Linked DNA regions of Hordeum vulgare: region 2 is linked to region 1. Evidence: chromatin contacts called from public Hi-C data. All regions are on one chromosome and are shown on one strand. The core of a region is the stretch at or near the end of the contact, and the rest is flanking DNA. Distances in the headings are between cores, read along the strand shown.

Region 1 (3,880 bases), core at 871-3,370:
AAGGCCAACACTATGTGCCAAGATTAAATATTGCAACCATGTTTACTTTGGTCCAATATCGTATAACAGTGTGTGGATTTATTAGTATTTTTCATGTGTTGTATGAATGTTACTTAATCTCAATATGAAAACAGAATTTAACACCCGTACAAATTTCATAGGATGCTTTGATCGACACGTGCGGTTGCACGTGCATGGTTACTAGTAATTATTAAAGGCCAACAAAAAAAACTTGCATGCTAGGTGATTAGAAGCTTGTGCTGAAAGTGTACATGCATCTATAGTCGGATGGATGTTCAGATTTACTCCTTACAGACGGAACGATCAGACGTTAATCATGTCCTTTCTTATATAGTGAAACAAACATTCTACAAGGATGTTCATGTTGACATTGGCAGTCTTAGAAAAAGGAAAAGATAACGTCCCCAAGTGTGGCACGAAAAAACATGGCCCAAACGTCTTCATTATCATCCATTTTACCACGTCAAAACAGATGACATCAGTAGAAATCTTTTTAGTTTTGGCTTAAAAATGTTTTATCTTTTAATTAAAAAATCTAATCAAAAATCCGTTTTCATCATTAGATCCGTCTCAACGAGATCTTCAAAACTAGATCCCATGTCGATACGTTTTGATGGAATTTTTTGACCAAAAGTTGGCATGAGGTTTACACAGTAGTTGCCATAGTGTTTACACAGTAGTTGTTATAGTGTTTACACTAAAGTTGTCATGACATGTTCTATCTATTTTTTCTTCTAGATTTAAAGCTACCGTTATATTTTCAACTACCTTTTACGATAATTTTTATTAATTGACCATGGCATTTTTTAGTAATTTACCACGGCAAATTTAATGTATGGATCATGACAATTTTTAATAATTCATCATTACTATGTTAAAATTTAATTTTAAAGGTAGAAGAAAAAAATATCTGCGCAACTTCAGTGTAAACACCATGGTAATTCATGTGCAATAAGCATGGCAACTTTTATCCCTAAAATAATCATCAAAACATATTGATATGATACTCCCTCCGTACCTAAATATAAGTCTTTTAAGATATTTCAATAGGTGTCTATATGCGGAGCAAAATGAGTGAATCTATACTCTAAAATATGTCTATATACATCCGTATGTAGTTCATTAGTGAAACCTCTAAAAAGATTTATATTTAGGAACGGAGGAAGTATCTAGTTTCGAAGATCTCGTCGCGGTGGATTTAATGATGAAAACGGATCTTCAATTGAAATTTTCATTTAAAAGATAAAACATTTTAATAACTGAAAATCCAAAAAGATTCACATATGCATGCATGTGGTGACGTGACTGTAATAAAAAAGATTCACATATGCATGTATGTGGTGACGTGACTGTAATCTGTGTGTTATAGACATGTGCGCGCAGATACTAGGGCCCTGTTTGTTTCATAAGTCCTAGGACTTTTTTAAGTCCCAACTTATAAGTCATAAGTCCATACCTGTTTGTTTACAGGGACTTATAAGTCCCGAGTCCCTACCTGTTTGTTTACAGGGACTTATAAGTCCATGTTGCAGAAAACGGGACGACGGGGGGACGAACCGGGCGGCGACGGGGCGGCGGCCGGGTGGCGACGGGGCGGGGCGGCGACGGGGCGGGCGGCCGGCGGCGATTGGGGCGGTGCGAGCGACGAGGGGCAGGGCGGCGGCCACTGGATCGACTTCCGCGGGCCTAACCAACAATAAGTCCCAATAAGCTCCTACTAGAGAGTCTTATTTGATAAGTCCCAATAAGTCCCTTGTGTTTGGTTTAGGTGTGACTTATAGGGACTTTTTTAAGTCCCAAAACCAATAAGTCCCTGAAAACAAACACCCTCTAGATATTGCTTCCACCACACAGGGCATTATCAGGACCCTAGGAAAATTGGATCATCCGCCGGTGATTGTTCTGCAGGGTGAATCAAGTAGTTGGATCATCTATCACGGTTCAAAAGGAAAGAGAACGGTGGAGATTGATACGAAAAATTGATTCACACTGCAGCTGCATGTATGCATGTGGTGTGGGAAACCACTCACGGCCCGCTTCCGATGGCAACGGCATGTCGTTATGCACAACATGGCGATGCATGCATCCGGCTGAAACGACGAGCTCAATCAAAACTACGGCCCAACAATCACTCCACGCCGCAGCTTCTCCGTCCCCGGCATGCAGTGCATCGGACGGTCGCTACGTCACCGTCGATCGTGAAGCCGCCGCCACCGTCGGGCCGTCCGTCGCCGGGGTTGGAGCTGGTAGAACGGCCGAGGACGGGAACGATCGATGACGACGCAGCCGGCGGTGAGCGACCCTCTGGTGGACCTATGGGAGCACCTGGTGTCGCCCAACAGGACGCACCTCTCCTGCTTCTACCCGAGCAAGATCACCATGAGCGGCATCTGGACCGGCGACAACCCTCTCGACTTCTCCCTCCCGCTCATCCTCTTCCAGATGCTGCTCATCACCTTCACCACCCGCGCCGCCACCCTCCTCCTCTCCCCGCTCGGCCTCCCCCGCTACATCTCGGAGATACTCGTACGTACGTCTCCATGATCACCGCATGCATGCGTCTTCCATCATCATCCATGGCGGCAACGACGGCTGAACTGTTTTTCATGCGCCAATGCCTTGCCTGCAGGGCGGCTTCGTTCTCGGGCCCTCGGTGCTGGGCCGGCTCCCGCACTTCACCGACATCGTCTTCCCCGCGCGCAGCATCTTCATCCTCGACTCCATGGCCCTCCTCGGCCTCGTCTACTACACCTTCACCATCGGCGTCGAGATCGAGGTCCCCACCATCACCCGTGCCGGCTTCCGGAGCTTCTGGTTCGCCGGTGCGTCAGCACTCCTGCCTTTCCTCATCGGCGCCGCGACCGGCTACATCGCCCTCAGCACCGACGATGCCCGTCAGAATGCTGACTTCCTCAACAGACTCTCCTTTCCCATCTTCCTCGGGTCCACCTTCGCCTCCACCGCCTTCTCCGTGCTCGCCCGCAACATCGCCGAGCTCAAGCTCGCCGGCACCGACGTCGGCCAGATCACGCTCTCCACCGCCCTCATCAACGACACTCTCGCGTGGACCGGGCTCACCGTCGCCACGGCGCTCTTGTACGCGGAGGGCGGTGGGTTGCTCCCATCCGTGTGGACGCTCCTGTCGGGGCTTGTCATCTTCGGCGTGAGTGTCCTCCTGGTCCGGCCCGCGCTCTTGCGGCTGGCGCAACGCGCAACCACCGAGGGGGAGGTAGTCGGCGAGGATCGGGAGTGCGCCGTGCTTGTGGGCGTCATGGTGGCAGCTCTCGTGGCGGACGCCGGGGGCACACACGTCATCTTTGGGGCCTTCGTATTCGGGCTCGCCGTGCCCAACGGGCCCGTCGGTGTGGAGCTTGTGGAGAAGGTGGAGGACTACGTGGTGGGGACGCTACTCCCGCTCTTCTTCGCCATGTCCGGCCTCCGCACGGACACCTCCAAAGTTACTAGCATGGAGGCCGCTGTGCTGCTGATGAGCGCTGCCATGGGCGCGTCGGTGTTGAAGGTGGTCGCTTGCATCGGTGTGGCCGTGGGGTTCGGCATGCCACTGCACGACGGCACGTCCATTGGGCTCCTGCTCAACACCAAGGGGATCATCGAGCTCGTCATCCTCAACATTGCAAGAAACAAAAAGGTTTCAATTACCAAGTCGATTCTAGGATTGTAGTGTATAATTTTTGAACTAATTTTGTTGCTAAACTATGCGTGTCTTTCTCTGGTGGTTGCAGATCATGAGTGACCAATCGTTCACGGTGCTGGTGTTCATGTCGGCGCTGATCACGGCGCTGGTGAGCCCGTTGCTGACCATGGTTGTGAAGCCGGCACGCCGGCTTGTCTTCTACAA
Region 2 (3,880 bases), core at 656-3,155, 210 kb after region 1:
AGGCAGGCAACGCTAAGATCACCTCAATACCAGTCGGCTCCAAACTCCGGACATCACTTCATCGTTCCAACCCCGATCCATTCGGGGACTAATGATGGGGTTATAGTCCCAGGGTAGGGTCATAGGTCTGCCCTATAGGTCCTACCCAAGGACTACCCTTCATAGAGGACAAGGCCCTTAGACAGTTCCGACTGAACTAAGGACGCCCTCATCATCCAGTCGGCGACGATCCACTCGGAGCATATCTAACGTACCGGCTGGAATCCACTCTCTACGTCGTAACCTCCCAGGAGGGTAACGGTCATACGTTTTCTTACACCATAACTAGCATTTAAGGCTTACGTTACCAGTAACGCCAGCCTTTACTCGCCACTACTCCACCCCTGTCCACCGGGCCATTATGAAGGGCAGCGCACTCTATATAAGCCGTCCTTCACCACTGGTACAGGGGTTGGCACTTGCAGTAATCCCTTGATACACTCGACACAAAGCTCCCAAGAGCACTGAGACGTAGGGCTTTTACCTCCACCGTAGAGGGGCCTGAACTCATACATCCTCGCCATAGCTAAGGCTCTGTCCATATACTTTCGTACCCCGTACTTCTACTGTCAGACTTATACCCACGACATAGCCCCTCCCCGAGAGATCATTCCCCGGGGCATTGCCTTTCAAAATCGTGATGGTGGACCTTTTTTGACTCTACCTATAGCTATAAAAATTCGCCAAATATTATAGATCATTGTTCCGGTGTTACCTAGGCATCTATATGTATATAATGAACCTATAGTTCTTCGGATCTACTCCCTTCGTTCCTATATAAGTCTTTTTAAAGATTTCATTAGTGGACTACATACCGATGTATATGGACATTATTTTAGTGTAGATTCATTCATTTTGTTGTGTATGTAGTATTTTGTGCAATCTCTAAAAAAAATTATACTACTCGTTTGGCTGCACCTACGTAGTACTCCATTGAGTCTTTCGTTGTACGCATATATGGTGCACTGCAATACTATAAGGCCATGATTGAGTTGACACTGAATAATTAAAGGCTAGTAGTATAAGAGTTGAGACTTGAGACTAATCGTCTTAAGTACGGTTGAATTTGTACACCAAGCGTACTAAGACTATATTAGATTAGAGTGAAATAGTCAATGGTATGGTTAGGTATAGCGCATGCGTGGAGCCCTGGACCAAGGACCAATTCATGTTCGCGCTATACGGGAGTAGAACGGGCGATGCATCTAACCTTTTCCAAGAAAAGAAAGGCCACTTGATTGGAGCTATTACACACACGTTTACGCGAATGGGAAAAGGAGTGAAGTAAAAAAACAGAGAAATGGTCCAGCGGTGCTTTTGGGTCTCCCTTTGAAGCACATACGTTCAGGAGCAGAATCCTGTGAAATTTGCACTTATATTATCTAGTATAAAATTCCTGCAAGATTACTGTGGAATGTGCTCAGCCATGACATTGTTATGAAGGAACAACGCTGTTTTTTTTTAATGCAGACCAAAGAGTTGACCACAGTGGTAACAGCCTTATTTTTTTAAGAACTGCAAGCAGGCGTTGGGTTGTTTGATAAACGAGTCATAGCCATGGCCTTGCATATGCACCATGCAACGCGTTGCGCCACGCCACCCAGGAACCAAGTGGTATTGGTCACTCACAGGACGCCACGAAATTGCAAGTGATCAACCAGTACATCCATCCACTCAACGGTTGGAAAAACAGAGAGCTCCGTGAGATCTTCTCGCTGTCATCTATACTCGTTCAACGGACCGATCGCTTCACGGTCAAGACACACCGAGGCCGGCCGGCCCCTAACCGTTTGACATCACCTGCGTGCGTGCGTGCGTGCTGCTGCAATGGTGCATCTTCATCGAGTATAAATATGCAGGAGGGCCGGGGGTTTGCTTGGACTCACAGGTAGATTGATTGCCCCCGCTACCATTCCAAGCACATATTCCCGCGGGCATCCTGCCACCTACCTGCCTACCTTGCACCGCAGTTCTTCTCCCATCAGCAAACCCAAAACAGTGGACCAGCTAGCTGCCGGCGCCATGATGGGGGCGAGGGCGGCGCTGGTTGCTGCGATCGTCATCTGCGCCGTCGGCGGCCTGGTGGTCTCGCCGGCGGCGGCGAGCGGGCGCGCGGCCGGGGAGGTCCACCTGGTGCCGGCGGTGTACGTGTTCGGCGACTCCACGGTGGACGTGGGCAACAACCAGTACCTCCCCGGGAAAAGCGCGCTGCAGCTCCCCTACGGCATCGACTTCCCGCAGTCCAGGCCCACCGGGAGGTTCAGCAACGGGTTCAACGTCGCCGACTCCATCTGTACGTATCCCGTCCGGCCGCATGCACTTGATTTCCGTCTTGTTTGTCAGATGGCGTGAAGCTCATGCAAGCATGCGAATGGTGGAAACTGTACTGTGTAATGCAGCGAGGCTGCTGGGCTTCAAGCGGAGCCCGCCGGCGTACCTGTCGCTGACGCCGGAGACGAGCCGTCAGATCGTCAGAGGCTACCGTGGAGTCAACTACGCCTCCGGCGGATCCGGCATCCTAGACACCACCGTGAGTGCCACTGCCTCGGGTTATGCGCCTCTTTTTTGTTCCAAAGAAGTTTTAAATTCCTAATAATCAGTTGGAGTTACTTTCGTACTATGAGTTTTAAATTCACATCCATCTGTCTTTTGCCCGGCAAAAAACAACGTATTCATCTGTCCTTTTCTGAAAACAACATATTCGCATTTGTTCATCTTTTCTGTGTTATTTCTTTACTAATTTTGATTCACGTCGGCATCGAACGATCGATCAATCAGGGGAACGCCCTCACGTTGACGAAGCAGGTGGAGTACTTCGCGGCCACCAAGTCAAAGATGACGTCGACGGAGAAGAGCGGCGGCATCGACGCGCTGCTGTCCAAGTCCCTCTTCCTCATCAGCGACGGCGGCAACGACATGTTCGCCTTCCTCCGGGACAACCTCACGGCCAGCCACGCGCCGTCCTTGTACGCGGACATGCTCACCAACTACACCAAGCACGTCCAGACGCTCTACCAGCTGGGAGCGCGGAGGTTCGGGATCGTCGACGTGCCGCCCATCGGCTGCGTGCCGGCGGTGCGGGTCACCTCCCCAACCGGCGAGACAGCGTGCGTCGAGGCCGCCAACGCCCTCGCCAGGGGGTTCAACGACGCGCTGGCCAAGGCGATGGCCAAGCTCGCCGCCGCGCTGCCCGGGATGAGATACTCCGTCGGGAGCTCCTACAACCTCATAACCTTCATCACCGAGCACCCGGAGGCCGCCGGGTTCAAGGACGTGGCCAGCGCGTGCTGCGGCGGAGGGAGGCTCCGGGCGCAGACCTGGTGCTCGCCCAACGCCACCTACTGCGCCAATCGCAACGACCATGTGTACTGGGACGAGGTGCATGGCACCCAGGCCACCTCCAACAAGGGCGCCAAGGCCATCTTCGCCGCACCGGTGAAGCTCGGCTTCGCCGCGCCCATCAACTTCAAGCAGCTCGTCTCTTCTTAGATCGGCGACCTATGCATTATTGCACGCCCTCCATCCGTCGTCAGCTTTGATTTGATCGAGAGAAGGAGAAAAGATGTACTTACACGTCGTTTAGATTCTTTTTGTGGATCGATGGAGATGCAATAGAATCATATATAGAGAGAGGGTGCCCTGATGCATGCAAATTTATCTTCAAACAAAAATGGCCAAACGGCCCTGAAATACACACTCGAATAAAAAAAGGTAAAGCTATATTTCTTGTTGGTGCGTGATGTGATCAATGGACTTGTTGAGGTCGGTATAGGGTCCCTCTATTGTGGCTGTTCAGGGGAAAACTTTTAAGCCCATCGTTGCTGAAAGGATTTCTTGCACC

Evidence for each region. Hi-C and Micro-C count contacts between places; a contact is called where the count stands out from the background.
Region 2: a contact with region 1 is called in a Hi-C map of leaf, with 6 times the contacts expected there. The contact joins the promoter of LOC123402385 here to the promoter of LOC123401409 in region 1. A contact is called at or near these places in 2 of 6 Hi-C or Micro-C datasets (leaf and seedling).

Annotation. Positions count from the first base shown.
Region 1 is chr6H:510,024,056-510,027,935 of MorexV3_pseudomolecules_assembly, forward strand. LOC123401409 (cation/H(+) antiporter 15-like) reads left to right here and starts at 2,121. Exons shown (of 3, transcript XM_045095195.1): 1 at 2,121-2,547; 2 at 2,651-3,670; 3 at 3,765-3,880. The coding sequence starts at 2,296.
Region 2 is chr6H:510,237,376-510,241,255 of MorexV3_pseudomolecules_assembly, forward strand. It overlaps LOC123402385 (GDSL esterase/lipase At5g55050-like), which reads left to right and starts at 1,906. Exons shown (of 3, transcript XM_045096299.1): 1 at 1,906-2,332; 2 at 2,439-2,569; 3 at 2,818-3,761. The coding sequence starts at 2,062. The coding sequence ends at 3,528.